Regions from separate parts of the Mus musculus genome. Here all the other regions are linked to region 1. Evidence: chromatin contacts called from public ChIA-PET, HiChIP or PLAC-seq and promoter capture Hi-C data. All regions are on one chromosome and are shown on one strand. Each heading gives the region's core, a stretch centred on a gene start, on an enhancer-like site or on the middle of the called end of the contact. The rest is flanking DNA. Distances are from core to core; before and after follow the strand shown. Region 1 holds the start of Prrc2c (proline-rich coiled-coil 2C). Region 2 holds the start of Rcsd1 (RCSD domain containing 1). Region 3 holds the start of Mpc2 (mitochondrial pyruvate carrier 2). Region 4 holds the start of 4930523C07Rik (RIKEN cDNA 4930523C07 gene). Region 5 holds the start of Cacybp (calcyclin binding protein). Region 6 holds the start of Tbx19 (T-box 19).

Evidence for each region. Promoter capture Hi-C pulls out the DNA fragments that hold promoters and counts their contacts. ChIA-PET counts read pairs in DNA pulled down with a chosen protein or histone mark. HiChIP or PLAC-seq counts read pairs in DNA pulled down with a chosen protein or histone mark.
Region 2: a promoter capture Hi-C map of pre-B cells shows a contact between it and region 1, with 4 times the contacts expected there. The contact joins the promoter of Rcsd1 here to the promoter of Prrc2c in region 1.
Region 3: a contact with region 1 is called in a promoter capture Hi-C map of pre-B cells, with 10 times the contacts expected there. The contact joins the promoter of Mpc2 here to the promoter of Prrc2c in region 1. A contact is called at or near these places in 4 of 39 promoter capture datasets (cranial neural crest, hippocampal neurons, liver and 1 more) and 1 of 9 other capture datasets (liver).
Region 4: a contact with region 1 is called in an RNA polymerase II ChIA-PET map of memory CD8 T cells, with 2.8 times the contacts expected there. The contact joins the promoter of 4930523C07Rik here to the promoter of Prrc2c in region 1. A contact is called at or near these places in 3 of 484 Hi-C or Micro-C datasets (CD4 T cells, CD8 T cells and regulatory T cells), 1 of 115 datasets of contacts at active chromatin or transcription factors (memory CD8 T cells) and 1 of 9 other capture datasets (liver).
Region 5: a contact with region 1 is called in an H3K27ac HiChIP or PLAC-seq map of thymic regulatory T cells, with 12 times the contacts expected there. The contact joins the promoter of Cacybp here to the promoter of Prrc2c in region 1. A contact is called at or near these places in 2 of 39 promoter capture datasets (liver and pre-B cells), 2 of 484 Hi-C or Micro-C datasets (embryonic stem cells and natural killer cells), 3 of 115 datasets of contacts at active chromatin or transcription factors (astrocytes, embryonic stem cells and thymic regulatory T cells) and 1 of 9 other capture datasets (liver).
Region 6: a contact with region 1 is called in a promoter capture Hi-C map of hippocampal neurons, with 5 times the contacts expected there. The contact joins the promoter of Tbx19 here to the promoter of Prrc2c in region 1. A contact is called at or near these places in 2 of 39 promoter capture datasets (hippocampal neurons and pre-B cells).

Annotation. Positions count from the first base shown.
Region 1 is chr1:162,738,178-162,742,926 of GRCm38.p6, forward strand. It overlaps Prrc2c (proline-rich coiled-coil 2C), which reads right to left and starts at 2,379. Exons shown (of 35, transcript NM_001081290.1): 1 at 2,148-2,379.
Region 2 is chr1:165,706,248-165,710,996 of GRCm38.p6, forward strand. It overlaps Rcsd1 (RCSD domain containing 1), which reads right to left and starts at 1,847. Exons shown (of 7, transcript NM_178593.3): 1 at 1,644-1,847. The coding sequence starts at 1,649.
Region 3 is chr1:165,458,643-165,463,391 of GRCm38.p6, forward strand. Mpc2 (mitochondrial pyruvate carrier 2) reads left to right here and starts at 2,618. Exons shown (of 5, transcript NM_027430.3): 1 at 2,618-2,869. The coding sequence starts at 2,761. Dcaf6 (DDB1 and CUL4 associated factor 6) reads right to left here and starts at 1,821. Exons shown (of 19, transcript NM_028759.1): 1 at 1,489-1,821. The coding sequence starts at 1,585.
Region 4 is chr1:160,042,193-160,046,941 of GRCm38.p6, forward strand. It overlaps 4930523C07Rik (RIKEN cDNA 4930523C07 gene), which reads left to right and starts at 2,188. Exons shown (of 3, transcript NM_001162896.1): 1 at 2,188-2,561. It overlaps Gm37294 (predicted gene, 37294), which reads right to left and starts at 2,125. Exons shown (of 2, transcript NR_168324.1): 1 at 1,956-2,125.
Region 5 is chr1:160,210,981-160,215,729 of GRCm38.p6, forward strand. Cacybp (calcyclin binding protein) reads right to left here and starts at 1,912. Exons shown (of 6, transcript NM_009786.2): 1 at 1,667-1,912. The coding sequence starts at 1,687.
Region 6 is chr1:165,157,928-165,162,676 of GRCm38.p6, forward strand. Tbx19 (T-box 19) reads right to left here and starts at 2,846. Exons shown (of 8, transcript NM_032005.4): 1 at 2,439-2,846. The coding sequence starts at 2,635.

The DNA.
Region 1 (4,749 bases), core at 1,129-3,628:
TTACATAAAAAGCTACCACCTAGCTAACTAATAACTGGAAGTGGGGGTTTGGGGGTAGCACATAGACTCAAGGAAACAGTATTATATTCAAAGACATTGAAGAAATTCTGCACTTCATTCTGAGCTAGAACTGATGCCAGGGTTATTTACTATACAGAGCACAAAGGAGAAAGTCTTATGAAATAAAGTGCAGTATGTAAATGTAAAGAGGAGTGGAAGAGGAAAAAGAAACTACTTACGGATCCAAAGACTTAGGCTATTCTGAGAACAGATTTTACTGCTTGAACACTAGTTTCTTCTTCCAGGACTCTCCTGCTTTCCCTTCATCTTTAGCTGTCCTTTTACTTACTATGCACTAACCACAGTAACAAGAGCATTACTCAGTCTTAAATTCTACAGCAAGCCTGAGAGGTACTGATATCATCTTTAGTTTATAATGAAGGGATGGGCTCACAATCACTTCTCAAAAACAAAACAAAACTGAACATTCACAAGCTCTCACTACGCAGCCTAGGCTGGCCTCAAGCCCATTTCTGTCTTCCCCTAGTCTTCCTATGACACCAAACAGACACTACGTTTACATCTGGCAGCATTTTAACCTTCACATGTAACAATGTTCAAACACCCAAGCAAGCTAAAGAAAAAGTACCAGTTAAAAATGTGCCTTATTTTAGCAACAATTATAAATGTACAAGACCAAATGAACACTTTGATAGTTCAGAGCATCCCCTCTGGGTTTAGAAAGTATGGCTTTGACTACAGCACCACTACAAATTTGTGACCTTGATCAAATTACTTCGATCTCTCAAATATCTTGTCCTCATCTGTAAACCAAGTATAAGAGCTCCTTCCTCAAAGACTAGGATCAAAAAGGATAATGTATATAAAGGTCTTGAGAGCATACAGTTAGAGGTTAAGTAATGAGAGATCAGCCAGCATTCTATGTTCTTCACACACACCTACAGACACCCCCCCCAAAAAAACCCAAAAGCTTATTATGACAAATTCATCCCAGAAAAATCATATAAAAACTTCTTTTCTATATGCAAACTCAATCTATTTCTAATTTTTGGAGAATCAATGCATTTGGAGCCAGCCAGAAAAGATGCTGCAGTGCATCTGTGACACACACCTAAAAATGGCTCCAGCCAAAGCAGCATCTTAATGACCAACATGGAAGCTTAAATCTACTTTTAAAAAATGCTAGAGGTCAGACGTGGTGGCCGCTTCATACCACCCTCTCTGTAACGTCTATTAGCGGGAATTGACTCCTGAGCACTCGATGAAGCAAGCATCTTCCGATTCTTCTGGTGCATTCCCAAAGAGAAACCCTAACAGGAGGGCCGCCTACTGTACAATTCTAAGTATCCTGCTGGGGTATGAATTTATGAACCGAGGTTGAAGACCAGCCAATGCGGAAATCCGGGTAGTTTTAAGAGTCAGGAATTACTAGGCAAGTTGGATCCCCCCACCCCAAAGATCTTGAACACACTTCAAACAAATATACATCCCCTTTAAAGAGATCAGAGCGGTCCTTATATGCAAAATCAAGCAAGAGTCCTCACTGGCTCCCATGCTATTTTTCTTCGGTCTTAACTAGGGTCTCTACTCTAGCAACCAGTAATACTAAACGCTCTCTCTGAAAATCAGGCAGCAGCCGAGCCGTATTCCCACAAATGCCGGGCTGGAGCGGCCTAGAGGGAGGAAAAGACTACTCAAATCCTCCAAGAAGTTGTTCAGCTTGTCCCCAGCGGAAGTGGGGTTCGTTGGTCCTGGGTCCTGGTAGAGCCTCTACGACCGCCCTGGACTACACACCGCTGGCTGCAAACGCCAGCCATCACCACAGGAGCATCCGCAGGCACTAAGAGCGCTCGGAGCCGCCACGGGCACCGTCCTCCACGCCGTGGAAAAACGGCGCGCGCAGGCCCCGCGCGGGCGGAGGCTCCCTCGGCCATCGCAGGGCCGCCCCGCCGCAGCACACGCCGCGCACATGGGCGACGAGCCCTGCTCCGGATCTCCGCGGACAGCACGACGCCGGGAGCCCAGGGAGAGACGCCGCGGGCCCCCAGGCCTGGCTCCAGCGCCCGTGCCTTCCCTCCCTCCTCCATCGGGCCTCTTCACGGTCCGGACGCCCTCGCTCTCCTTACCCGCCAGGGTTGAGAACCAAGTCTGCGCGCTTCCAAGGGGCTCGCCCCGGACGGATCAGGGTCAGGGGAGGGGAGATTGCCTCGAGAGACCGTCCGCAGGGCCGCTCGGTCCCGAAAGCCCGAGCCACCGCCGTACAAACCGCCAAAGCACTTTCGCTACCTCCTGAGAGGGTGAGAGCGAGCGAGAAAAAGAAGCAAGATGGCGGCTAGCCAGCCCCTACGTGCTACGTCATGACGTTGCGTACGTAAGGCAAATCTCCGCAAGACCGCCCCGGGGGGGGTGGAGGGGTTGAGGCTGCGGGGTCACGTGACAGCCTCCGCCGCTTCTCGACTGCGGCGGAGGGCAACGCTACCTCCTACTGGAAGGAGGGAGTTCGTCAAGCAGAGCCATTTCGGAGACAAAGCTTTTCCACCTGGGAAGATTCCAAAAACCTTGAGCCCTCCGTGAGGAATCACGACTTGGTTTGTCTCCGTGCATTGACAACAACTGATGGAGGAACATAAACGTTTACAACCTGCGCTTTGACCGAATGTTCTTAGGGGGGGGGGGGGGGCAAAGTGAGGGGCCATGGTGTGGTGGCAATTTGAGAAGACCGAAGTTACCTCGGAGTGAAAAAAATAATCCAAGTGTTAGGGACAAAAGCGACTGGCGTGCTTTGCTGAGGCCACCTTCGGCATTTGTAATTTTGGTGTAAAATAAGGCACTGTTTATTTCTGACTCCTCTGGCAATGTTTACCTCTTGGAACAACTACCTAACAGAGAAAACTAACAGTTAAGAGTCACTCATGCAGGCCGGGCCGTGGTGGTGTACGCCTTTAATCCCAGCACTTGGGAGGCAGAGGCAGGTGGATTTCTGAGTTCAAGGCCAGCCTGGTCTACAAAGTGAGTTCCAGGACAGCCATGGCTATACAGAGAAACCCTGTCTCGAAAGCCAAAAAAAAAAAAAAAAAAAAAAAAAGAGTCATTCATGCAGATGTTTACTAGGTAAGTGTATAGTAGAGACAAGGCAGTACCCGAAGTGAGGAAGGAAAATGATAATATTCTACCTGGGGGCTGAGCATGTACCTCAGTGCCGCGTAGTATCTTGTCACATATATGCAAGTCTCTAGGTTTGGTCTTCCTTTCCCCAACGGAAAGAAGGTAATCCACGAGTATGTGATATTTCTCTACTTTATGAGATATCTATAGTGTATAATAAATCCAAAGATTCTTGTCCTGGTCTGAGTAAACTCCTCCGCTTGCAACTGGCATGTATTCATGGGGTGATACCACAACGTTAGAACAACCATAAAATAATAGCGCAGTAACCACAAGTAACTTCTTCCCCAATTGACATTTGTGATCATTTGTTTTAGATTTTGTTTGCTTTGCATTTCTGGGGCTCGAATCTGGGGCTTGCCTTCAACATGTTAGGCAAGTGCTAATCCAACTGAACTATAACCCTTAGCCCCTTCAGAGACCTTCCAAAATGAGACATAATTTGCTGATTGATAGAACAGGACAGAGAGAGGCCTGTCTTTTCACCAAGAAAACACCTTGGTTATTTTCCCACAATCCATTAGAACCAGTCTTCTGTATCCTGGACTTGAAGTATCTTTCTTGAGCAATGCAGGATCCCTCCAACAATCAAATATGCTGACATCTACCTGGTTATGAGACTGACATGTACAAACAGAATATTAATTCATGAGTTTCTAAGAGTTGTGCATTAGGGTTCTCTAGAGTAACAGAATTTATAGAATGAATCTCTATGTATATATAGAAAGAGATTTTGTTAGAATGATTTATGGACTCTGGTATAGCTAATCCAACAATGGCTGCCAATGAACAGAAGGTCCAAGAATTCAATAGGTTTTTCAGTCTACAAGGCTAGATTTCTCAGTTGGTTTTCAGTACATACTGGAATCCCAAAGAAGACTTTAATACCAGTGAAGAAATGGACTCTTGTTAGTGAGGAAAGAGCTAGAAGACAAATAGCAAAAGCTACCTTCTTCAATGTCCTTATATATAGGATAGGCTTCCAGCTGAAGGCATAGCCCAGATTAGAGGTGAGTCTTCCCACCTTAAAAGATCCTGATTAAAGGTATGTTTTCTAATATTTATGTATTTATGTATTTATTTATTTATTATATGTAAGTACACTGTAGCTGTCTTCCCGACACTCCAGAAGAGGGCATCAGATCTCATTACGGATGGTTGTGAGCCACCATGTGGTTGCTGGGATTTGAACTCAGGACAGTCGGCACTCCTAACTTTTTTTTCTAAACTCAAAGATACAGTTTAGAAGTGGATCTTCCACTGGGCAGTGGTGGCACACGCCTTTAATCCCAGCGCTTGGGAGGCAGAGGCAGGAGGATTTCTGAATTCCAGGCTAGCCTGGTCTACAGAGTGAGTTCCAGGACAGTTGGGGCTACACAGAAAAATCCTGTCTCGAAAAAGAAAAAAGAAAGAAGTGGATCTTGCCACTTCAAATTAAGCAAGCAAACAAACAAATCCTCACAGGCAAGCCCCTCCACATTTGTGGGTTTTAGTTAATTCCAGATAGTAGTCAAGTTGATAACCCAGAATAGCCATCACAAACTGTGACTTGTATACATCCAT
Region 2 (4,749 bases), core at 597-3,096, 3.0 Mb after region 1:
ACAGGAAGTTGCTGGGCTGATACTTTCAGGGCCTTGGACTCCCTCTGTTTCTTCCTCAGCTGAGGGAGGAAGAAGTGGGCCTGGGAAGGGAGCCCCTTCTGTGTTTCCCTAGATTAAAGTTAGAGCTTGCATTGGGGGCCTTCAAGCAACACCTTGCTTAAGTCCAGCTGGGCTTCCATCCTGTGTCCATTACAGCTCTGTTGGCTTCTGGCTTGTCACCAGAGGTACCCTGAGCCCTCCTCGAGGAGGGGGCTCGTAAGTACAGCAGTTTCTTTATGAACCTCTCCCAGGTCCCCCCTCTGTTTCTCTCCTCTGTCCTGTAGCAGTAGTCAGCACAGAGAATCCTATTGCTTTGAGTTTGCAAGGTCTTGACCATCTGTAGGGATCCATCTGGAACGCTTTGTGGTCTAGCTACCCTAATCAACTGCTTCCTGACTTGCACAAGTCGCTACAGAGAGTCCATCTCAGACCCCAGCCCCCCAGGTACTCAGCACTCCCAAGTGCCCAGAATGCAAAATGCAACCTTGCTACTTTAGGACAACTGGTTGAGCTAAATATGCAGCCTTGCTATTGTTCTTTTAGAGCAGACAGTGAAGCTCAGAAGAGATGAGCGGACTCAAGCCTGGAAGGGATTGAACTTCTGTGCCCGGGATCTCCGCAGACCTTGGGCTAAGGAGGAGCTCTTTCCTTTTGAGTGGGAGGAGGAATCACCTTTAGGCCTGTGGGTTTTCATCTCCTTTTTTCCTCTTTGAAAATCCCAGGTCCTACTGAGATTGATTAGAATACAATAAAAGGTCACAGTTTCTTTTTCTTTCTTTGAGTGTGTGACCCTGGGAGTTGAACCTGGGGCTTTGCCAATGCTGTGCCTCTGAGTTCACCTGCAGCTGGTCTGGGTTTGAAGGGAAACATTTCTTTGGAAATCTATAGACCTGGAGGAGGAAGCTAGATGAACTAGCTGGATGGAAAGTAGTGGCCAGTATTCTCCACTGAGGTTGGAGAAGCGCAGAGAAAGTCTGGGACTCGCCCCTGCAAACCTCTCAGATACGGCTACCACACCCCAAGGTGCACACAACCTCAGGAGGCAGGGCATCTTGGAGAGCCTCTAATATCTCAGAAATAAGTTTATCTGATCGGCGGCAAGGGAGCTTTTCAGAAAGTTTTGAAAGAAGATGTGACAGAAACAAGGGGCATCAGAAGTAAGAGAACAACTGGTCGGAAAAGCCACACTGCAATCAAAACGGGAAGCCATGCGGGCAGAGTCCCGGCTTCAACTGCCAACTCTGTTTCTCAATGCCTGAGTCAGGGTTGCTGGAGTTTTGTTTTGGGGTTCTTGGTTCACACCTTTATCCGTTTATGACTTTAGTTGTACCTAAGTTTTATTTTCTAAACCCCCCCCCCAAAGCACGTATGTGCACAGTCAGAATACCTGAACCCCTACAAAGGCCCCTCCTTCGCCTGAAGTCCTTTCCTGACAAGCCCACGCCTGCCCACAGGGGTCTCCGAGGAGCAAGGACCAGCCTTTCTCAACTTGGCCTACGCGACCTTTCGGCTGCGTGCTCCCTGCTGAGAGCAGGAACGGCGACCTGGGCAGGAGCGCTCTGACCTCCCTCTCCCCCAGGCCCGTGTCCCCGCCGGTCTTTTACCTCCATGTCCTCCAGGTAGTCTTCCTCCGGCTGCGGATACGCCCGCTCTCTCGGGTTAAGAGCCCACGATCCCCGCTGTCCCCTCGGCTCCCAGCCCGGGTCACTTTCGGGGCTGTAGCGGGCACAGGGCGAGTGGGCGGCGGCGCGCGCCTGGCTGCACTCGGCTGCGGGACTGCCCCAGCTGGGGGCCCTGCGCCAGAGAACGAGGAAGGAGGAGGAGGAGGGAGGGAGGGACCGAGGGACGCAGGAGGAGGGGAGGGGAGTGGAGGGGAGCAGAGAGGGAGGCCGGATCGGGGTTTAAATTTAGACACAAATCTAAACAGATACTGTCCCTCCCAAGGCAGGACTCAAGAGCCCGAGCCGCCACGACTCCATTAATCTGCCCAAACATGGGCTGGGCAGCGCCGCGCCCCCTTTCTCGCGGAAGTTTCTCAGGACCCTGGGCTTTGCACTTTTTTCAGACCACCTCAACTCTCCCTCTTTTAGCCTGCCTTCTTTACTTTCCTTGTGCCTCAAATTAGAATTGCCTTTTCATCCTTTTTCTCTTTGCCATTTCCTTCTTTTCATACCAATTTTCCCAGCCTCCGTTCCTCCTCCTTCTCCCTCCCCCTCCCCCCATCCTCTCCTGTATTACTTAACCTAATACCTGGCCTTCCTGTGTTCAGTAGCCTTAGCTTTGATACCTCTTTTCCTGGATTCCATTTGCAGGAAACAATTATCAGTCTGTCCATCTATTATCTATCTGTGTATGAAGAAGGAGAGGAATCCAAGCAAAGTTTCCCCAAGTTTCCTGCCGCATGCAGCAGGCTACTCTTCTCCTCTGCTCTGATGCATGCAGCTTAGGGGGTTGTGGGAATATCTGCTTCGACATGCTGCTTGCTAAAGGACCTTTTTCCCATTCCTATTAAATATAGCAAAGGGCACGGTCCTAAACATCCAATTCACATAAGGCCCCCGCTTAGTAACTCTCCCCAGGGAATGTCGGTTTAAGGCTGCGTGGGAGGGATGTAGGGACTTGAATCTGTGCCGAGGCCATTGTCTGCTGCTACTGGGTTATAGCTCTGGGTGTCTCTTCAGGGTCCCATTTCTTCAGGGAATTGGCTGATAAGGATGCCTGTGTGTCTTCTTACAGCATCCTTCAACTTTGTACTCCAAACCCAGACCTGCTATGCAAGGGAGAGAGAGAGCCAACACATTGGTGGACCATAGCACAGGGCATTGGTGCTGCCCCTGTGCAAAGAGCCCAAGAGAAACCACTACCACAAACCAGCAGAGAACTCACCCACATTGCAAAGGCTGCCCCGACTGCTTCTCATCACAGTTGGTCTATAGATCTTGACGTCACAGGCCTTCTAAATCTTACCTTGTAAACCATGAAGTCAGGGCAGCCTCTGTTCATTGAACTCAGCAGCATATAGGGGCAAGACCTCTGCTTCAGAAGCAGGCAGAGGGTGAGATTCTAGTCCGATGCTTTCTAGATGAGTTCCTTTAGAAAAGCCTCTTATCTGATCTTCATTTTCTGCATCTTCTCAGGGTGGTAGATGCTTGGAAAGAGCAGCTATTTTAAAAGCATGTAGCTTCATTACATAGTTCAGATGGACAAGAGCCCCATAATCCTTTTATTTAAGAGTCAGGGATTCTGGATTCCAACGAAAGAGTCCCCTGATTCTATCTACACAGCTGCAAGCAGATTCTAGAAAAGAGATGATGGAAGCAAGAAAGGAATGTCCTGCTGATCTTGAAGTTCTGATCCCCTTGCCTTGGCTCCCTGATGACAGGAGTGTGCCTTCAGGTCAGGCTGACTTCCCCCTTTTTCTTAGAGCTAGGTGTTCCTTTCCACTCAAAGACAGCAGCATGAGTCTTTAAGGCTCTACAAGCAGGCGGGCGGAAGTATCTACCCAGAAGAAACCGTTGGGCCCAGATAATACCGCAGCCACCAAGGTGAGGTGCAGCTGCTCTCCTGCCCCTCCCTCCTCAGGCAGGGCCTCCCTAGGCTGAGAACAGATGATTCACAGAGACAAGACCACAGCCCCTCCACGTTCCTGGGAACAAGTGCAAAGCATGCTGAACCAGAGCTCTTTGCCTCCATCAGGGCCCTTCTCCCAGAGAAGGAGTAAAGCAGAATACAGAAACCCAGAGCTGTGCTCAGCAATCCTGAGTATGTGTGGGATGTATTCTTCTGTTATCCTCCCTCCCACCTCTGTAGAGGATCACCAGAAACCAAAGTGGAGGCAGGCAAACTCATACATACCCAGCTCTTCTGACAACCAAGGGGAAGAGAAAGTGGCTGTCTCAGTTCCCCCTCTCTCCACTCTCCAGGGTCTAGCCTGCTCAACCTGGGTTTTCCATTTACACAGTCTAAAAATCTAAACCAGCTAAACAAGAAACAGAGGCAAGACTATGGATCACCGGCAATGCAGCTTGGGCCAGCAAAGGGCAGGAGAGGAGACGCCATGTATGCAGGCAGCCCTTACACACAGGCTGTCAATAAATGTTGGATGAACGACTATGTGGAAAGCTGAAAGAAGAGCAGACGAGCAGAATCTGTACATGGGAAGGAAAGTCAGAGTCACTCAACAATCACATTGGCACCAACTCTAGGTCCTAGGGGAGAAAGGACTTTGTGGAAGAGACCATCAAAAGCCATAAGTGGTATCTGAATAAATTGATTGGATGCAGAACTTTCAGAGGCGCCAATAGCTACCTCTTTGTAAATGGCCTTCTAGTGCTGCTGATCACTTATTTTAATTGATTAACAAACCTGATGTAGCATTTGTGTTCTAGTTTCATTTCTGTCACTGTAATAAAATACCCCAACCAAAAGCAACATAGAGGAGATGGGGAGTTATTGGCTTATCATTCCAGTTTACAACCCATTTATTTGGGAAAAATCAAGGCAGGACCTTAAAATAACATATCCATAGTTCAGAGCAGAGAATAAACACACAGTTCTTTAGTGCACGCTCTGCTAGCTTTCATCAGGCCCAGCCAAGGGAATGGTGTTGCCCACAGTGGGTTAGGTCAGTTAACAATCAAGACAAGCCCTTAACTCCCACAGGCCAACCCTAGCCAAATAATTCTGCCTTAAACTAATTTTAGGTTGTGT
Region 3 (4,749 bases), core at 1,368-3,867, 2.7 Mb after region 1:
GTCTAGGTACTTACTACAACATATGTAAATGATGTTTGCACAGTCATGACAGTGAACACATATTACAGAAAAGGGGACAGGGTCAGGTGAAAATTTACAGTGTAATCCCAGCTATCAGGAGAATGAGATAAAAGTTAAGGCTAGTCTGGACTATATAAGGAGTCTCTTTCAAATAAAAATTAAAGAGACTAAAACTTAGAACATTAAAATTCTTCATTAAGTACTATGTAATGTTTTACACACATTTTTATGTCTAAAAGGATCTCCAGACGCAGTGAAGAAAAAAGCAAGGGAGAAAAATGCTTTCACCACCATGCATCCGGTTTTCATTCACACACATGTAGGGTGCACATACAGGCACTAGTATTTATATATGTATGCATTTCTAAGAAGGAAATAAATCAAGGAAAATAATCACAAAACAGAAACATTTCTAGGGGCAGTGGCATGAAATCCAAATGGGACCGATTCTGGGACTTCTGCTTTTTTGTATTTAATTCTTACAATGATAACATTCATTTAAAAACATTAAAACGCACACCTAGGCGTCCTTTAAGCAATTTACAGCCAGTAGTATTGGCTGTAATGAGATTTCATTTCTTTCTATTTTTGTTGTTAGTAAAAAAAAAAAAAAAAATGACAGCAACAAATCGCTTCACTTGGCAAAGAAATGACAGAGTTGGGGGGAGGAGGCACTTTGAAGAAACAGGACTTTTTAGTTGACTCTGGCATGACCCAACACACTCAACAAAACTCACGGTACACAGAACGAAAAAGGTGGAACCCTGCGTCCACAGTCCTGAAGGTTGTTTTTAGAAAGCTTAACTAAGAAACAGAAAATGCCAAGTGTGTTTTCCAGGGGTGGGAACAGGAACGTGAAACCTTACACCACCTAAAAGAGGTCTACGGGACTGACAGCAGGCTGGACCTGGGAAGGCGCGGGGGTGGGGAGGGCTCCGCGATCTCTTTTAGGTTTGGGCTAAGCGCCACGGTTTACAGCGAGCCCGGCTGGGGTGTCAAGTCCCTGAGGGTGGTCAACAGCGTCTCTCTCGGGCGACATCTAACCCCTTGCGGAAGCCGAAGAAGAAGGTGGACAAGCAACACCTTGAGGTCTTCGGCTGAGCGGGGACAGCTCCGGAGAAAAGCAAAAGCGCCAACTTTGGCGTTCAACGTGGCATCTCCGTAAGGCTCGCGGAGTCTTCTCCGGAGTCCCAGCCCACGAGCGACCCCAACACCTTTCCGGGCTTAGTGCCGCCTCCCCACGGCCCGGCTCTCCGAGGGAAGCCCAGCTTGAGCCGCGCCTGGCAGCTTGCAAAGGGGACCCCGACCTTAGGAGGAGCGGGCGCGGATCGCCGTCATCCCACCTGAGACCTAGCCTGCGGGGCGCCCCGGTCGGGGCTCGGTCCGGTCGCCAACAGCCCCGGCGGCGCCCCCTCCCCCACCTCTGGGCGGCGACCTCAGCGCCGCCGCCCCGGGGCCCCCGCTCACCCAGGTAGCGGCTCCTCAGCCGGGACGGGTCCTCCAGCCCAAGGGACCTTTTCCTCACGTCCCACAACAGGTGCGGGCAGGAGCCACTCCGAGCCATGGCTCCGCAGGGGCTGGGGTGGGAAAGGGGAGACCACCGCGGGGGGTGGGGAGGGGAAGAGAGGGAGGGGACAGGCCGATCAACACCCGAGCGGCACCAGCACCATGCGCGCGCCCCGGGGCCTCGCCGGCGCCGCGACTCAGAGGGCGGCAGCCACGGCCGCGCCTTCTCCCCGGGAGCGGAGAGGTACCCGGGCCACGGCTCGCCTCATACTCTCCTCAGACTACCCAGAACATCTAGAGATCGGCAACAGTCCCCTCCCTCGACCCCCCTCCCGCGGGAGGCGGAGGCGAAGGCGGAGGCGGCCGCGAGCTCCTCCCTCTCCTCCCTAGACCACGCCCCCTCCCGGCCCTTCTCGCGAGAGGATGCACACGGGCAACAGAAGCCGCTGTGCGTCACGATTGCCCTCACCCTAGGAGAGGAGCTTGAGGGCGCTCTAGCCTACTCCTTAATGGATTGGAGAGGCATGACGGAAGCCGCTGAGGTTGTCTTGCTCACGCCTCTCGAGTCAAAGGAAAAAACCGGGCGTGATGACCCATGCATGCAATCCCAGCAGTCGGGAGGCTGGACCATAGCGAGATCCAAGCCAGCCTGGGGTACACAGCGAAGACACCGACTCAAAAACAATAAGTAAATAAGAGGAAGTCCGACAGGTATCCAGCGTCATCTTCAGTTCGGGAGAGGGAAGCCCAGAAAGCTTATTAGTCAAAGTGAGGGACCGGGCGGAAGTGCGGCTTCAGGTTCCCCTCTCCAACATGGCCTCCAGGGCCGGAAGGAGATGATTTCTGGCCACGCCTCTTCCGCTCTGTGAGGCCAGCCAATTAGAGCAGGCCGTTAAGCTTGCGCAACGCCTCGCCCGCCTAGCTCTAGCGGCCCCAGCACGGCGACCTCTGTAGCACCTGTTGCCATGACTCCTCCCCCTCGGTCTCCCCAACCCGCTCGCAGGAGGCGGGCCGGGGCGGGCTTTTGCTGAGCTCCGCCCCCCTGAGCCTTTGCGGGACTCGGCCTCTAGGTGCTTCACCTCTGGCTGCCAGAGCCGGGGAAGGGCGCCCTAGGGCAGAGGCGGACGCCCCAGCGCTGCAGAGAGAAAGTGACGAGCCGCCCTTCGTTGTCAGCCAGGAACGCGGACACAGCGGCGCTCCCACCCTGCTGCTGTCGATCCCTAGGCCGCCGCGATGGCAGCTGCCGGCGCCCGAGGCCTGCGGGCCACCTACCACCGACTCATGGATAAAGTGGAGTTGTTGCTGCCAAAGAAATTGAGGCCGCTTTACAACCACCCGGCAGGTAATGAATCCTGAACGGCTCGCACGGAGATCGTTCCTCTCCCTCCGAAACCGGGACATTAGAGGCCCTGTGACAGTTGAGTTGCTACCGGAATCCCAGAGCCCTCATCTCGCCACTGAAGGGAATCCATCAATTCTCCTAGTCTTTCACCTTGTTTCATCTTAGGTCTCTTTCCAAAAACCGAGTATCAGCACCCAGTGCCCTTGTTGACTTTTGATGTCTTCGCTCCCTTAAACACTGCTCACACTCCCGACCTCTCCTCCAGACTTGAACCTTACTTAACTCCTGAGAGCCACGAAGGGGTCTTGGGCCACCATGAAACCCTCCTTCTCCTCCCCTTTCTCCCTCCGTGAATTTCTAACGCACACGTGGGGTAGAGCTGAAAAGGTGTCTGTCTGGTCTCAGCAGAGGGTTTGGAGTAAAGGTCATACTTTAGTTCCTCTTGGCAGAGGCCTGCTAAGTGAGCCCTCCCCAAAATTGGACGCTCCCCACCCCCATCCCCTTCCCCTTCCCGGTTCAGTCAATGTCAACCTGGTTCCATAGACCCAGTATAATAAGCCAGTCATTATGCAATCACTGACCAGGTTATATCTGTGTTTTATGTGGGCAGATATGAATACAGTTCTGTTCCACCGCTCACCAAGATGTGACCTTGGGCAAAATTCTATACCTCTGTCTTAATTCATATAAAATGTATTCAGTGTGAAAATCAAAAATAACATATGCTTGATTCTTTGAGGATGTTAGCTGTCACAAGTACTGGATAAGAATTCTTGTAGTTAAAATAATTCTTTAAGAAACTGGAAGGCCCCTGTCCCTCTAGCTCTTTATCACAGTTATTAAATTAGTTTATTTCTAATACAAAATGGGTGATAGTAATACTTGGGTGAGGACTAAAATCTGATTATATTATGAAGTCTTTCAAGCATAAAATTGAGCAAATAGAAAAATTTACTCACAGTGGAAAAATGGAGTTGCTAACAAAAAAGTGAACTTTGCCTTTACATAGATTAAATCCATAGTCTACAATTGATATTAGAAAGATTTAGTTCTGTTTGTTTCTTTGTTTGTTTGAGACAGCGTCTCTGTATAGCCCAGTCTGTCCTGGAATTCAGCTCTATAGACCAGGCTGGCCTTCAACTCAGAAATCCACCTGCCTCTGCCTCCCAAGTGCTGGGATTAAAGGTGTGGGCCACCATGCCCAGAGGAAGGTTTAGTTCTAAGGGATGAGGCAGTTCTCTAGAGCCTGGGCTGGTTATTAAATCTGGTGTCCACTCTAATAACAGAATGGTCTATACCTCTGCATAGATGGTAATTTTAACACTTAATGGCATTACTGCAGTATGAAAACCATTATAAAACTTGTTTTAAGGAACTTTATTGATGAAGTTTGTTTAGTTACCTATTAGTTTTTACATTTTTCTGCTTTGTTATGTTTTATGGCAGAGATTTTCAGAAGATAATAATTTGACAATCTATGTAATGATCAGAATGTTACAAAATCAACTGAGGTCTTTGGCAATTCTTACCCTCCAGCTTTGGAGTGAGGACAGTGTGGAGCAGGCTCAGTTTTAAAGCACTTAAGCTAACAGAGAATTGGAAAGTAGTCTTTTGTTGATCTTTTTCAAGACCCTGGCTTTTAGCCACTTGTAATTATTGTTTATAGTACTTAAACTGTACAGAGTATTTTGTGCATTTCATCCGGAAGTCTTTGGGTTAATTCTGTTTTAAGTGTAATAAAAGGAACACAGAGTTGGAAGACAGAGGCAGGTTAAATCTTGACTTTAACGAATTCCCCAAACCTTAGGAATCTTTTTGTTTGGTTAGTTGGTTATTTGTTTTGTGTTTTGTTTTTGGTTTGGTTTGGTTTTCAAGGCAAG
Region 4 (4,749 bases), core at 938-3,437, 2.7 Mb before region 1:
GGGTGGTCACCCACAAAAAGGTTTTAAATTTTCAGTCCTGGTTCACAAATCTGCTATTTGGGGGCTTTCTGTTTCTTAATTAGATGTGTCAACGCTCCATTTCACTCCACTTAGAGTCCACTCACCTCTTGACTACCTTCAAAGATCCTTACCTCAAACAAGAAAGCTTTTAAAGACTGCACCAGCACCGTGGTTGCCTGGGGCCATTCATGAGTTCATATAAGTTGAGACTTCACCGCCAAAGGGGAGACACAGTAGGTGGGTGCTCTAACTTGTTTTCTCATAAGGGATGCGTCATTCACCCCAAAGGAAAACCTGCTGGCCAGATGCTCACTCATTACGTTAAAACATCAATAGACCCTGTAGCCTTGGCAACTCAATAACAGCCTACCAAGCATCTTGTCATCTAGTAAGTCCCTGATTTGACTGCCACAACGTCGCTGCTACTTGATAGGTTCTAGACTTTTTCTGGATCTGTCTTCCTGTGGACTAAGACAACATTGGGATGCCGCCCTACAGATAAGCATCTGGTTTTTGAAGTGCTGAGCTCATGGTGACTGCCTTAGGTTCTTCATTTCTCTGTGTTGTTGTTGTTTCTGGAAAGCATTGTGACCATCAGCCTAGCCTGTCCATAAAGTTGTTCAGGAAAGTATTTTCCACTGTCTTCCCCCCTGCTCAGCAGGTGTTAACCCAGAAGTTGTCCATAGAAGCCACTCTCTCTCCTGATGATGATATGGTGATGAGGGATAGGCTGGACTAGATAGAACTACTCAGACTCAGATCTCAACTCCACTATACATTAGCAATGACCTTGCAGAAGAAAGTTACTCCCCATCCTCAGGGGAAGGGGGCAAATTACATCTCACACAGGTCCGGTGTAGGTCCTGGGGGAGACTCGGTCTCCAATCACCGCACCGGGTTTGCACTTAAGGTTTCCTGTCATTCCCCAAGCCTGTCTTCCTCCAGCTCCCTGGTCCATTAGACCCTAGACCCCTGCTTCAGATTTGACACACAATGGAAGCCTTCCATCCACCACTAAATTGTTGGTGGAATCCATCTATAGCTGTCTCTTGCTAAAACTGTCTTCTTTCAGAGCCTGATCGTCCCCCTGCCCTACCCACTTAACCGTACTACTCCCACCCCCAACCCCACCCCCACAACAGATCACTTGGACCACTCTTCTTATTATCATTCAAATCTAGATCTATGTAGGGCATAGTGAAACACGTCCTTAAACCCAGCAAATTTCTGTGAGGCCAACCTGTTTCTACATTGTGAGTTCCAGGCCTGCCGGGGCTATATAGTGAGACTCGGTTTCAAAGGAACAACAACAGATCTAGATCGAGTTCTCTCTGTGGGATTTCTGGGGGAAAACCTCTACTTAATCTGCCTTTGGAAGAAGACTACAGGACCAACTATCCTTGGCATTTCTGGATGAATGCTGGGTTTTCTCTTTGGCCTTTCAACCCAGAGCCAGCTGGCTTCTCTTGAGTAAACCGGAACTCTCTTGTTTCCCGGTTGTGACAGTTAGCTTCACCAATCATTTTAATTCAGGCACCCAAAGGCCGAAGGACCCTATGGCTCAGGCCCAGCCACTGGAAAGCAAGCACCAGCTGCGCACCCTCCTGACACCTACAATCCAATGAGTAGAACCTCCGGTCTTTATCATGGCAAGATCTCTCAAGGTCATTCCGGGGAAGCCCCTAGATACTCCACAGCCGCTTCTGCCTATCACACCTTCCCAACTTCCCTGCAGAAGCCTTGGAGGCACTGAGCAAGCTCTCTACCACCCCACCTTTACATTTGGGGGCGGAGTTAGACAAACAAGAGATCTGAATATAAGCTCACAAGGAGTAAATAAAATGAAAAGGGAGAACTTTTGAAGTTAGTTGTCCCTGCCTCCTGCGCTCCTAACATCTCCAGGTAACTCCCATGGAGCGCACACACAAAGATACCTTGTCACGAGGCACCGGGGATTGCTCTCCCTTTAGACACCCCAGCCCTTTTCCTGGAAGGTGACTTTATTCCACAGCACGGGGCTGTTATTTTTTCCTTAGGCCAGGGTTGGGAGTTTACACCCCACGTCTCTGGGAACACTGGCGCGTCTGTGAGCAAAGTTGGCTCTGGCGTCCTGAAGGAGGCGTGCTCGGGGCGGAGGGGCAAAAGAACGTCACAGTGGGGCGGAGTGGGGACACTGGCCGGGAGACCCGGAGGAAGGACACCCGCGCTGCGTGTGCTGTGGCGTGTGCCTCCTAGTTTAAGGTAGGAGTTGGGCTGAGGAGAGACAGAGCCAGCCAGTCAGATTCAGGAAGTTGCGTTCCTGACCTCAGTAGCAGAGCTGGGTGCGGTGAAACCTCAGCCAGGGACGCAGGGGGCGCTTTCCTCCACATCACACTGGTGGCACCCACTGACCGGCAGCGCCGCCTCTCTCCCGGGACCTGGCAGTGGGAGGGAGAGGCAGGAGCAGGGACCCAGACCTCACCCTTGTGCCCAAGTCACTTCAGAGCACCGGAACAGAGCCAGCGGTCCCGCCGGCGGGAAGCCTTCCAACGGACCCAAAGGTGAGTTTCAAAACTTTCTGTATCGCTTTGTGCTGTTGTTTTCAAAATAAGTTTGGGAGCTGCCCCGCTGTGGAAGGGGACTTTCCCATAGAAGAGTGAATCCGCCCCTGAGAGAAGTGAGATAAAGGGGTTATTTCTAAGAAGCCGTTTGCACAGTTGCTTTCATTCTTTCCTCCTAGAGGTCTCTCACCTTCTCTCTGCTCCTGGCCTGACACATGGGCTCCTCTGGAGTTTGGGGTGGAGTTCTCAGCTCCAGTTGACACCAGCTGCAGGTAGGAGCCATTTGAAAAGGACCAGATGGACATTGTCTAAACGGGCAAAGTCAGTATTTGAGATGCTCCTAAAATCATACCCTCTGGGATTTAAAAACAAAACAAAACCAAACAAACAAACAAACTCATTCTAAAAGAAACTATAATTTCAATGGGGCTAAAAGACTTACCAGACTGAAAATGTGGCCTGGAGCCAAGGGGTGGAGTGAGATCTGTATGCCATTCTGAGTCTCTAGAGAGTTTGTGTGACACATTTTTTTTCCTGAACTTTCCCAACTCTCTAAATGGTCCTTGATCTTCTTCCCACCCAGAAAGGTGGATTGGAAAACACAGCAGGTCCTGTTTTGAAGGGCTATGTAGGAATGATTTGTGTAACAGTAGTTAAGTAAATGATAGCCGGATAGCTGTTGTTTTCAACACCAGTCCTGCCTATCTGAAAGGGAACCCAAAGCAAAGACTAGTGCTTGCCCTAATGAACACCAGCCAGCCAGCCATGAGAATCCGCAGGCCTGCTCTGCCCAGTCTGCTCAATGAGGAAGGCTAGGAATGCAGCACCCAAGCCACTCCAAGCTCCTGCCTGCCAAAGCCTTTATGCTACATCCACCATTGGAAAGAGAGAGAGAACCTGGAGCTAATTTTAGGGAATCTTCATTCTGAAGTATTGTTGGGGACCAAGAACAAGTCTTAAATGGACACGGGTGCATCTTGTTCTTAACCCTTTTACAAAGTTTATCAACGCCACCTAAAGAGCCCTGCAACTGAAAGGTACTGCTGCGTTAAACGCAGCTGTGTCTGGTTTGTTTGTGTTTTGTAATTTTTTTTAATTAAATTTTCACATTCTATAGTTATGGGTAGGATAGTTTTGCAAGGGTCTCTCCTAGCTTTGAGCTAAAATTCAGATCTATCAACCACTTAGTCTGATATGTCTTCCCTTGGCCTGGTACCTCCCTTCTTCTGAAATTCTGCCTCCCCTTCTATACCCATGACACCGTTCTAGGAAAGAGGCCCATTACAAAACAACATTTCGGGCACTGTCAACATTTTGCCTACAGAATCAAAAGAGGTGAAAGCCACAGGATCAAACCCAAGAAGATAATAAACAGTCAGCAGGCTTCTGCACCAGTTTTAACGTGGAAGGGGCACACTCATTAGCTAAGCATCACTGTACCTACTGTGTGTTGGGCAATGTGCCAGGGCTATGGAATCTAAGGCGATGATGTAGTTTGTACTTTCAAAGAGCCACCAGACTGGCAAATAGACACTAGGAAACAAACCACAGTTCAGAGCAATGTACATTATATAATAGTAAAAAGTGAAACCATACAAAGGATGGAGCAATGGTCGTCTGGGAAGACAGCACTTCAGAAGTGGTGCACAATCAAGATCTTGAATATGACTAGCATTTCCCAGGGAAGAGGTACTGTGGGCAAAGAAAAGGCTTTCCCGAAGTCAACACAGGAGCAGCATGGAATGGGGATTTGTCCTCTCCTGCCAAGAGCGGAATGTCTTTCAAGGCATACTAAGCCATTATTAGGTAGTGGAATGGTCCTCTCAGATTTGTGTTTGGAGAAAGAATTACTGGCCAGATGAGGGAAGAAGAGAAGTAGGGGAGCTACATGGGGACATGGACACTGAGGGATGTGGGCTAGGGAGATAGCTTAGGCTTTCCTGGGATACCCGGTAAAGGAATTCCTAAGACTGTGACTTAATCCTGGATTAATGGAGCACAAGCATGACTTATCTGTTTAACTAGGTGAGTGAATCTCTAGGAATCACCTCCTCACTTAAAAAGGAGGATGAGGAATGTTTAGTTCAGTTGTAAGGTCTGCTAACACCTCTCCAGAATGTTAGTTACCAGACCTGTGTGAGGAACTTGTCTTCATTGGAATGAAGAGAACGGCCTGCTGAGGCTGCTT
Region 5 (4,749 bases), core at 662-3,161, 2.5 Mb before region 1:
GTTTCCCAGTTGTTAAATAGGGGCTCGGTCTGGCCTGGTGGCACATGCCTTTAGTTCTGCCACTCTGGAGGCAAGTGTATCTCAAAGACCAAGTGAGGGGTACTCAGTGAGACCTACTCCCACCCAACTGCTCAAAATGGAAGAACCCAACTCTCCTCCACAAAGACATGGAATTGGACACCAGGTACACACACAAATAGATGCACACAGCTATGAAGATGCATAGCCAATGCATGAGGTGGTACTACACCCTCATGTGGATGTTAGCATATGAACAAAAACCACCCAATAAAATAACAAATGTTAGTGAATGTGTGGAGAAATGGCACCTTTTGTGCAATTCTTGTGGAAACGGTAGCTTCCTAAGACTTTCCCTATTATTTGGCAATTACACGGACTAAAAACATGCCCACAAAACAAAACTTGTTTACAAGAAATCACAATCGGCAAGATGGAGAAACAGAAGAGTAGGAATTCCATCTGTACAATGGGACAGTATTCAACCACCCAAAGGAATGCCATACTGATACCACGACTGAACTAGAAAATCCTAAGGCTCCAGCCTAAGTAGATGGAGCACCTACAATGGATTTCTATTTAAGGAAACGAAAATAGTCTGCAACTAGGTAACACTGATGGTTGTACGACAGAAAAAGTTGAATTTCACATCTTAATATGATTGAATAAGGTGAATTTTAATCTCAGAAGAAAAACATGCCCCTATATGCATAGCTCCAAGTCTAAAGTCCCTTCTCTTTTGGAGACAATTAATGCTGCACAACTGTTAAGCCACCCTCTCCACTCTCCCAGTGAGCACGTGGTGCCTGCCTATCTTGTCGCAAGATACCCAGATGAATACTTTAACTTCCTAATTTTTATGTGTTTAAAGCCCATGATTTCTAAGTGAGGGAGAAGTTTCCGAAAAGCAAATCTTAACAGCCAATGTTTCTGTGAAAACAATATGTCAATCACATAAAACCTGTATTGGCCAAAACCCGGCAATTCAATTACTCTTGCTATGGAGACCTCGAGGATCCAAAAAGTCAAGTCATTCACATTCATTTTTTACAAATCTAAAAACACACGCCAGGCAATTTCCTAGTCGTACCTACTGCTCAATTCCCAGTAACTTTTTAAAAATTGCTTTTATACATAAAGACTGGGGGTATACCGGAACGGTAGAGAGCTTGCCTAGCGTGTGTAAGGCCTGCAGGTCCGCCACTGGCACTGCTAAATAAAAACTGAAACCATAAGCACTGTCCAGGGCGTTTAGAAATAATACAGAGAATGTATGTATAACCACCTATAAAATGAAAGCGGTGACCATGACTAGTCATGCGGGCATGGGAATTCCTTCCCATGGCCCCCGGCCCGGAGCTCAGAGCTTTGCAGGAAGGTTTCTGATCCCTGGCCAGGAACCGGGAGCCGAGAAGACCTCAGGCAATGGAGAGAGGGGACCGCCACCCGCGAGCCTACCACGAACCGCGCCAAAAATTGGGATCCAGACACACCCCCGACCTTCCAGCCGCGGCCGGGACACTCAGGCCCAGGCAGGCGGCGGCGTAGAGGCCGCGGGCCCGCGACGGGGGCAGAGCCGAGGACATCAGCCCCGGGAAAGCAGCCGCCGCCCGGCGGCGCGAGCCGGTGGGTCCAGGCCGACCCCTACCTCTTCCAAAACGGAAGCCATGCCGTCGCGCGTCAGACCCGAGGCCGGAGCTGCAGCGGTGCACCGAAGCAGACAGGAAAAGCCGAACACGCCACCCACGAGCGTCGCAGCGCCGGCAGCGAGCTCCACAGACCCGGCGCGACACGGCGGCCCGCCCTCCGCACGAGACGGCTCTGGAACCTTCGCAAGGCTCCACCGGAGCCTCCCAAGGCCCCGCCCCTCCGAGTCTAGTCCCGCCCCCAGGCTGGTTGCCTAGCAACGCTCAATTCTCGCGAGCGATCGAATGCTCAGGAGGCGTCCAGCCACTTCCTTCCGCCCCAGCGATTGAGACGTCGTTCCGCGCCGGCAGAACCGGGCTGCGCAGTCGCAGCTCGCAACCGCGGCCAGACCTAGCCCCGGAACTAACCTTCAAAGGTTTGGGGACCCGATAGGAAGTGTCTCGAGAAGGGCTGCTTCCGCTGGTGCGATGCGGAGTTGCCAGGCCGCCATCTTGTCTTCGGCAGCTCTGAGGTATCGGGAAAGAACAAAGGAGCGCCCCCAAAGAAGCACAACTACCATCAAAAAAGGACGGATTTGTTAAGGGAGGAAGGCTCCTAAGTAGAACAATGGCTTTAAGTGGGCCTTGGGTTTCTGGAGGCGTCCTGCGTCTAGCACCGTTGACGTGGCGCCATCTCGTGGGACTGTAGGAAGGTTGCACGGGCTTCCTGACTGGCTCTGGGCGCCGTGGTGGAAAGCGGCACGGTTTCAAGTGGCCGAACGCTCCATTCTCCCTTGCCTATATGAGCTCTTGATACGAAGTTTTCCACTGCCTTCGCTCTTTACTAGCGGTTTATTTTGTATTTTCAGCAGGGTTTGGATTGAGTGAATTTCCACGTAAAATGTGGAGGAATTCTTAGGACTTTGGGTTGCAGCAGCCCGGATTAGTAAACCCCCAGCGTAAAACCGTTTTTCAAATTATCTTAATTATGACAGCATAGAGACGTCCATAACACCCAGTAAACCGAGACAGAAAACAAACAGTACCCATTGGGAGGTAGAGCAATCTGCTGTCAGCTTACAGATGCTTAGGGGAGTTACTAGCATCAGCAAGTCAAGGAAAATGCTGCTACACTACACTTTATATTAATGTAACATTAAGGCATGCAACCTGTACGAACTTCTCACACAAACTTGCACAAAATGACAAGTTAGACAGGGATGTATGTCGTGTATAGTTGCAACTTAAATAAAAGTCTCAAACCACCAGTCCCATGGCCTATAGTGATAAAAATAAAAACAATCCTTTTCTGGAGTGGACAATGACAGAAAGGTGCCACCCTTTGAAGTTTATGAAAAGGTGAAATAAAAAGGAGGAGGACATGGCTACTTCTAAAGTATGGAGAAGATTTTTTTTATTATTTTTAATTTTTTTTTGTAGCTATAAGGAAGACAGGCAGAGGGAAGGGTCCAGGTCGAACATGACTGTTAGACTAAATACAACATAAGAGCAAGAGGGGCCTTGAACCTGTAAGAGTCCATGAATGGTCTAAGAATCATACCCTAGGCTCAAACAGTATGTAAACGCACAGAGTGTTTTATTCTGCAGAAGTCCAGCGGTGCTGGAGTCTCCCATTACCAGAAATAAAGAGTCAACCAAGTGAGCTTGAAGGCCTGATTTAATGCATGTTAGGAGATTCCATTTATTCCCTAGGGGATGACCTCTAACCCCATTTCTATCGACATTCCATTACTCGGGCATGGAGACTAAAAACTGTTGCTGAAGAAGTCTGGAAACTGGTGCCGACCCATTGTCCTTGCCTCAGGCCAGGTGGTGAGGCAGCTTCTGCGGACTGGCCTTACCCAGTCAAACGGTCAATTTAAAGCCTGTCATGGAGTCAGCCTAACCTTCTCAGACCAAGAGAGGCTGACTCAAACAAGAGACCTAAGTAGCAAAAATGGTTGAGTTATATAGGGACTGGTTTTGGCACAAGACACCCCAAGTCCAAATTCTCAACACAAAGATTTATTTCCTCTAGTGGGACAAGCAACAGATAGAGGCCTAGGAGAAGCAGAAAGGAGCAAGGTAGAGAGTGAAGGGCTATTTGTCCTAGAGGGACAAAGGACTGTCTCTGATTAAGAGAGGAGTCCAGGTTGGGAGAGAACAAAGGAGCATCCCCAAAGAAGCACAATTACAATAAAAAAAAAAAAAGAACAGATTTGTTAAGGGAGGAACACTGGCTTTTAAGTGGGTATTGGGTTTCTGGAGACATCCTGCTTTTAGCACCTTTGACTTGGCACCATCTCCTGGGACTGTTAGAAAGGTATCAACTGGCCCTTAGGCAGTTTATAAAAGTCAAATGCCCTGTTAGGATGAGGTGTTTCATTTTAATTGGTCATGTTTATTAGGGTGGGAAAGGGGGGCTTTTTGTTGCTGGATTTAAATACTTTGATAGCTGGACCTTGATAGCCTCAGGAAATGTTCAAAAATGGAACAGACCTTGGTGGCTGACTTTAAAAATGTGATCTAAAGGTTTTCAGTGGGCAGAGGGTATAGGGGAAAAGAGCAAGGCCTGCCAGAGCCACGTGTGCCATGCTCATGCTGGCTAGAGTCCCTTCAGGGATCAAACTGGAAGAAGGGAAACAGAAGCCCAGACTCCAGGAAAGGGAGAGGTTTAGGGTAGAGGGTTGGGTGAGGAGTGCTGGGAGGACTCACAGACACTGAGACCTAGATTTCTTAGAAACCTAACAGTATTATTATTTGATTTGGGTATAGGTTACAGTGGTATGAGCTGTAAGTATAACATTTGTGTGGTTTGGTAGTTTATACCTAAGGCCTACGAGGGAGCTTTTCAAGGTGACAAGTGTTACTATTGTGGAGATCCCATCAGAGATGACTACTCTGATGCAGTTTATAGCCAATTGAAAGTCTTTAGTCCAGCTGGGCCTACACTTGGGTATTTAGGATCCTAGTGTAGCACTGCGTGTTTGTAGTAAGGGAGGCAAAAACCATGTCGTGGTAGCTCAGAAGTTGCAAGGGGAAGTTTTGTGCAAGCTAGCATTTTAACAAAAGCTAAGTGGTGTTAGCTGGAAGGGAAGGTTTACAC
Region 6 (4,749 bases), core at 1,596-4,095, 2.4 Mb after region 1:
AGCTCAGGTGCAGCTGTGAAGTCCATAGAAACCAGAGGTAGAGAGCGGTAGCATCAGGTTAGAAGCAGATTGTGCAGATAGCTGTGATATGACTTGTAAACAGTAGAGAAAGGCGTTCCCAGGCTACCCAGACATGGAAATGAACCTGGCTAAGGGGCAACCTTCTCTTCTTCCTCCTTTGTGCTGCCATGGGAGCAAGGCAGAAAGAGGAGAGAAGGGAGCCATTCGAGTACAAGTGTTCAGGGCTTGGCTCGCTGATCTAAGCAAACGAACATTCTGGAAACTCCACACATTGGTAATGCACAGAGCCAGGCGGTAAAGCAGCTCCCCCTGGAGAAGGGCGGCTGACCCACCTGCTGGGGAGACTGGGAGGAAGGTGGGAATGGGAATCTGGAGAAGAATGGGTGAGAAGGAGACATGGGGAAGAGATGACGGGGAGAGAGAAGGAAGAGGAGAGTGAGGAGAAGATAAAGCTGGAAAGGTGTGGTCTGTGGGAAGGGAATAAAGTAGGTCTTAATCTGAAACCCAAGGAGAGTAAAAGCAGGTCCTGAGCAGCTCCATCGATGTCTCACACACACACACACACACACACACACACACACACACACACACACACACACCTGAAGCCCCTCCTCCTCTAAAGCATAAAGCACACTGCCCAATGCCTGGGAAAATCTTTACCCCAAAGAGCTCAGCAGAGGTAAGGTAATTTAAGAAAAAGATTTCACTCACAGCAGAGAACTACTTTAGCCACAAGTACACTGTTTACACACACACACACACACACACACACACACACACACACACACAAATTCACATAATTAATAGGAGTGACGTTAAGCACAAGGAACTTTAAATACTGAAAGAAATTTTTCTGAGGTTTAAAAAAAAAGGTTAAGAGGCCCTCTTTTCAAGTGGCAAAGGTACATTCTGCTATCATTTACTATCAGTTTGGACTGGGCAACGCCTCTGAAGATCCTATTGCCTTTAGGAAAATACTTGAACCATATCTTTGTCTATTGGCTGTACTTCTTTAGATCATCGTACAGGGTCAAACAATGGAACGTAGCTAGCGGCGTGGTGACTCAGTAACCCAACACACACAGAGTGCTCCCCACATGACAGCTGCGAGTCACAAGTGCATCTGCGCTCATCTTTGGAAGGGACCGAATCCGATTGAGAATGTGGGGTAGACCTTTGAAATTAAAAATATTTTATACAAAGAAAAGAAACGTGTGAAATTAAATTTTCAAATATTCAAAGCCATAAATGTATAGTACACACATGGGAGTCTGTGTGGAAAGTAAAAGACTGTCACTTTTACACAAGGTTGGTAGCTTTGCTACTGTGATCGCAGTGTATAAAATGTGTGTGTTTACTGTATAACTTTGTCTTACAGTAGTTTATTGTCATGCAACAGCTCTCACGTTCATAATCCTCCCAGCTGTACAAGGGACAGCTCTCTTTCGTTGCTGTGTTTTATTCATAATTACAAAGCTAAGACACCAGAAATTGAAGGCTTTTTATCAACGACAAAAGTCAGCCTGAGGTTCAGCTAATTTCAACTTTTCTCTCTAAGCAAAATTTCTCTCAAGGTGTAAGAAAAAGAGTCTGGGCTCAACTAACACTACTGAAAATGTCCTTCGGGTACTTTGTGTCCATAGGTACCCAAAGATGTGTGAGCATGCAGTGGGAGTCTCTTTCAAAACATTTGCATCTCCTCTGCTAAGCTCAAGCTTTAAAGTTCCCTCAAAGGCGCCTAACAGGCTAAGCTTCACAGGATCTGAGAAATGCCAGCAGGGAGCGGTATGGACAATCCCCACTCTTTGCAGGGAGAATGAAAGAAGAAAACTTCTCTTTCCTAAAACTGGGCATTAGAGCTTCATTCCCTATTATACGCCAGCTTTCCTAACTATGTGAAACACACAATCGAAACTCATTCTCCCTCAACATGCACAAGGAAGCAGGCAGAGAGAGATAGGCCATGTGGCCCTTTCAATCCCAGTCTTCAACTAGTCAAAATCGTCTGACAGACAGGTGTGCTGTGCTTAAGAACAAACTATCCAGTTTCCAAATAAAGTCAACTTTCACATTATCTGAACAGGACTGAACACAGGTCTGCTCCAGGGGACACAGTCATTCAAAAATTAATACCAGTTTCTGACAGTTGAGTCCACTTCCCCAATGCATGGGGCATGCTCCCCTGCAAAATAATTCCCCATATAATACATGTAGGTAAGACAGGTGGCCTCCATCTTCCACTGCTCTGATTATCTCAAAGAAATTAAGTTGGCTGAGTGACGGCCAGCCGAGACTGTCTTTAAGATGTTCAGAGCCTGCTGCCTCTGAACGAAGAGTGGTAGCCTCTTTACTACCAAAGGTGTCTTACCTTCCTCGCCAAGCAAAGGCTAGCACAAGTGGGCTGCAGTCAAACTCACCTGCCGTTCTTGGTCACGATCATTTCATTAGTGACTTCCTTGAATCTCTGCCAGAGGGGAGCATCCTCCAGGATGATCTGAAGTTGCTTCTCTGTAGGGTCTCCCTTCTCCCTCCCTGCCTGGAGCTCACTTTCCACCACGTTAAGCAGGCGAGACACAGTGCCTTCGCCAGCCTTCTGTGTGGCCAGTTCACTCATGGCTGTAGACCCTTTCAAACTTTGCTGAGAGCCGTTCCCACTTTCTCTGCCTCCGGCTCCTTCCTTCCCTCACTTGCTGGCTTTTCGACCCCAGCTGGTCAGTGTCTGGGAGTAGAATAAGATGCCTTGGCTCTTGCTAAAGCTTCCAGTGTGACACCCCTGAAAGTCTCCAAATTATACCACCAACCTGTTAAGCTTCAGTTGGGGAGCAGGGAGGAGAGGGTGGGGGGAGGTGGAGAAGAAAAAGCGCTCTCTTAATTACTCACTGGATCAGGTGGGAGTCAGCCTGGCTTTCCCATTGGCCGCCCTGCCTACAGTAGACGTTTAAGAAGAGTACTCCATCCAAATTATCAGGCTTTTATCTTGTTGTACCTGAAGAGGTCTAATCGGTGTATTGAGGACCGTTTTCCCGTTAATTAAAATTATTCCAGGCCCGGACTGCAACAATCAGTCAAATCATGTCTGCGTATAAATTGTGGCATGTGGCACCTATAGAAAAGGAGGTGCTGGCAGGGGAGCCACAAACTTGCTGTCTGGGCAAGCTGTCCTGGCAGAGTAGTCAGCTGAACTCCCTCCACCCTGATCTAGCAACTTGAACAGACACAGAAGCCCTGCAGACAAGAGCAGTCTATGCTGAGGGTGAAGGGCTCTGTGCCAAGATACAAGACCTGAGAATAAAGGAAGTCTCTCTGCATGCTACACTCAAGAAACTGAAGTCAGGAGGAAAAGAACTACAGACCTCTTTCCCCTAGGGAGCTCCTCTGTCATCTCCCCACTGACTGTACCCACCCACATTCACACCCTTTTTACCTCTAAGGTCCTTTTCATTTTCAGCTTTGAACTTTGATCTTCCTCCCTCGAATCCAGACCCCTAGTCTCTCTTATCTCCAGTCCTAGTGAAAGGAAGGGGGAAAGTAATTTGTCCTGAACTATTCTAAGAAAAACTCTGCGCCTCCTGGGTGGGAATCAACGTTTTACATCATTGGACTGAGTGATGCTAATCGTTGGTCCAAAAAGGCTCCCAGTTCTCTTTTGGGACAGCCGTGGCCAACGCTGTCCTTCCGGATTGAGTCCCGCTATTCCCTGAGGATGTAATTAGTAGAAACGGTTACTTCTCCTAAAGACACAGCACAGGGTGGCTGGATGGGGAGGTAGAAACCATGAAGGAGACCATCAAAACAGCTGGAACACCCCAACCCTAGGAGAGCCTAGGGTGCTGGTTTATCTTGTTATAAAAGAAAACAAGAATGTCAGAGCAATGGGGAAATAAAAGCAGAAAACTTAGGGGGAGTCTGAATGTGGAGGATGCCAAACATGAACTGAGTACCTACTAAGCACTCCACAGAAGTGATAGAAGAGAAGCGATATCTTCGTAGAACGACCCATCTGACAGGGGAAAGAAGTGACATGAAGTAGTTTGGTTATCAGCCACGGTAAGAAAATAAAGATCATGCAAAAGGACGAAGTGGTGGAGGAAGCCATGCAAGGTGAGGCGGGGCTGGGGTGGGGAGGGTCCTGATTAGATGCTGTGCTGTAGAAAGGCGATTTGAGAAGGCATCTCAACAGTGACGGAAAGGACACAGAGAAAGTTGAGTATCCAGAAGAGGGGACCCAGTAGTCATGGCTAGGACCAGGCAGGGACCTGCTAGAGGGCAGAGTAGTAGGACTCACTGCTCAAGGGGGAAATGTGGGCAGCACTGAACTGGGTATGAGGGAACCAATGTCTAGCATGATGAATTAGTCCACTTACTGAGGCAAAGAAGCTGAGGGGGATGGGGACTCAAGCAGAGCCACACTTTATTTGGAAATTGATGTTGCAATTCTATACATATTTATAATTTTAAAACGTGGTAGGATATATACTGACCCGAAAGATAACCACACCCTGACCCACAGAGCATATATCACCTCACACAATAAAAAGGTACACTGAAGGTGTGGTTTAAGAAGGGATCTGAAAGCCTGCTCCCAGGGTCATGCCTCCTCGAAAGAGGCCATACCTCCTAACCTTCCCAAGTGGGTCACGTAATCAAAGCCTGAAAGTTAGCATGTATCTCTGAGAGAGAACATGTGGCAGTTGGTTTTCTGGCTCTGGGTTACCTCCCTTGGAATGA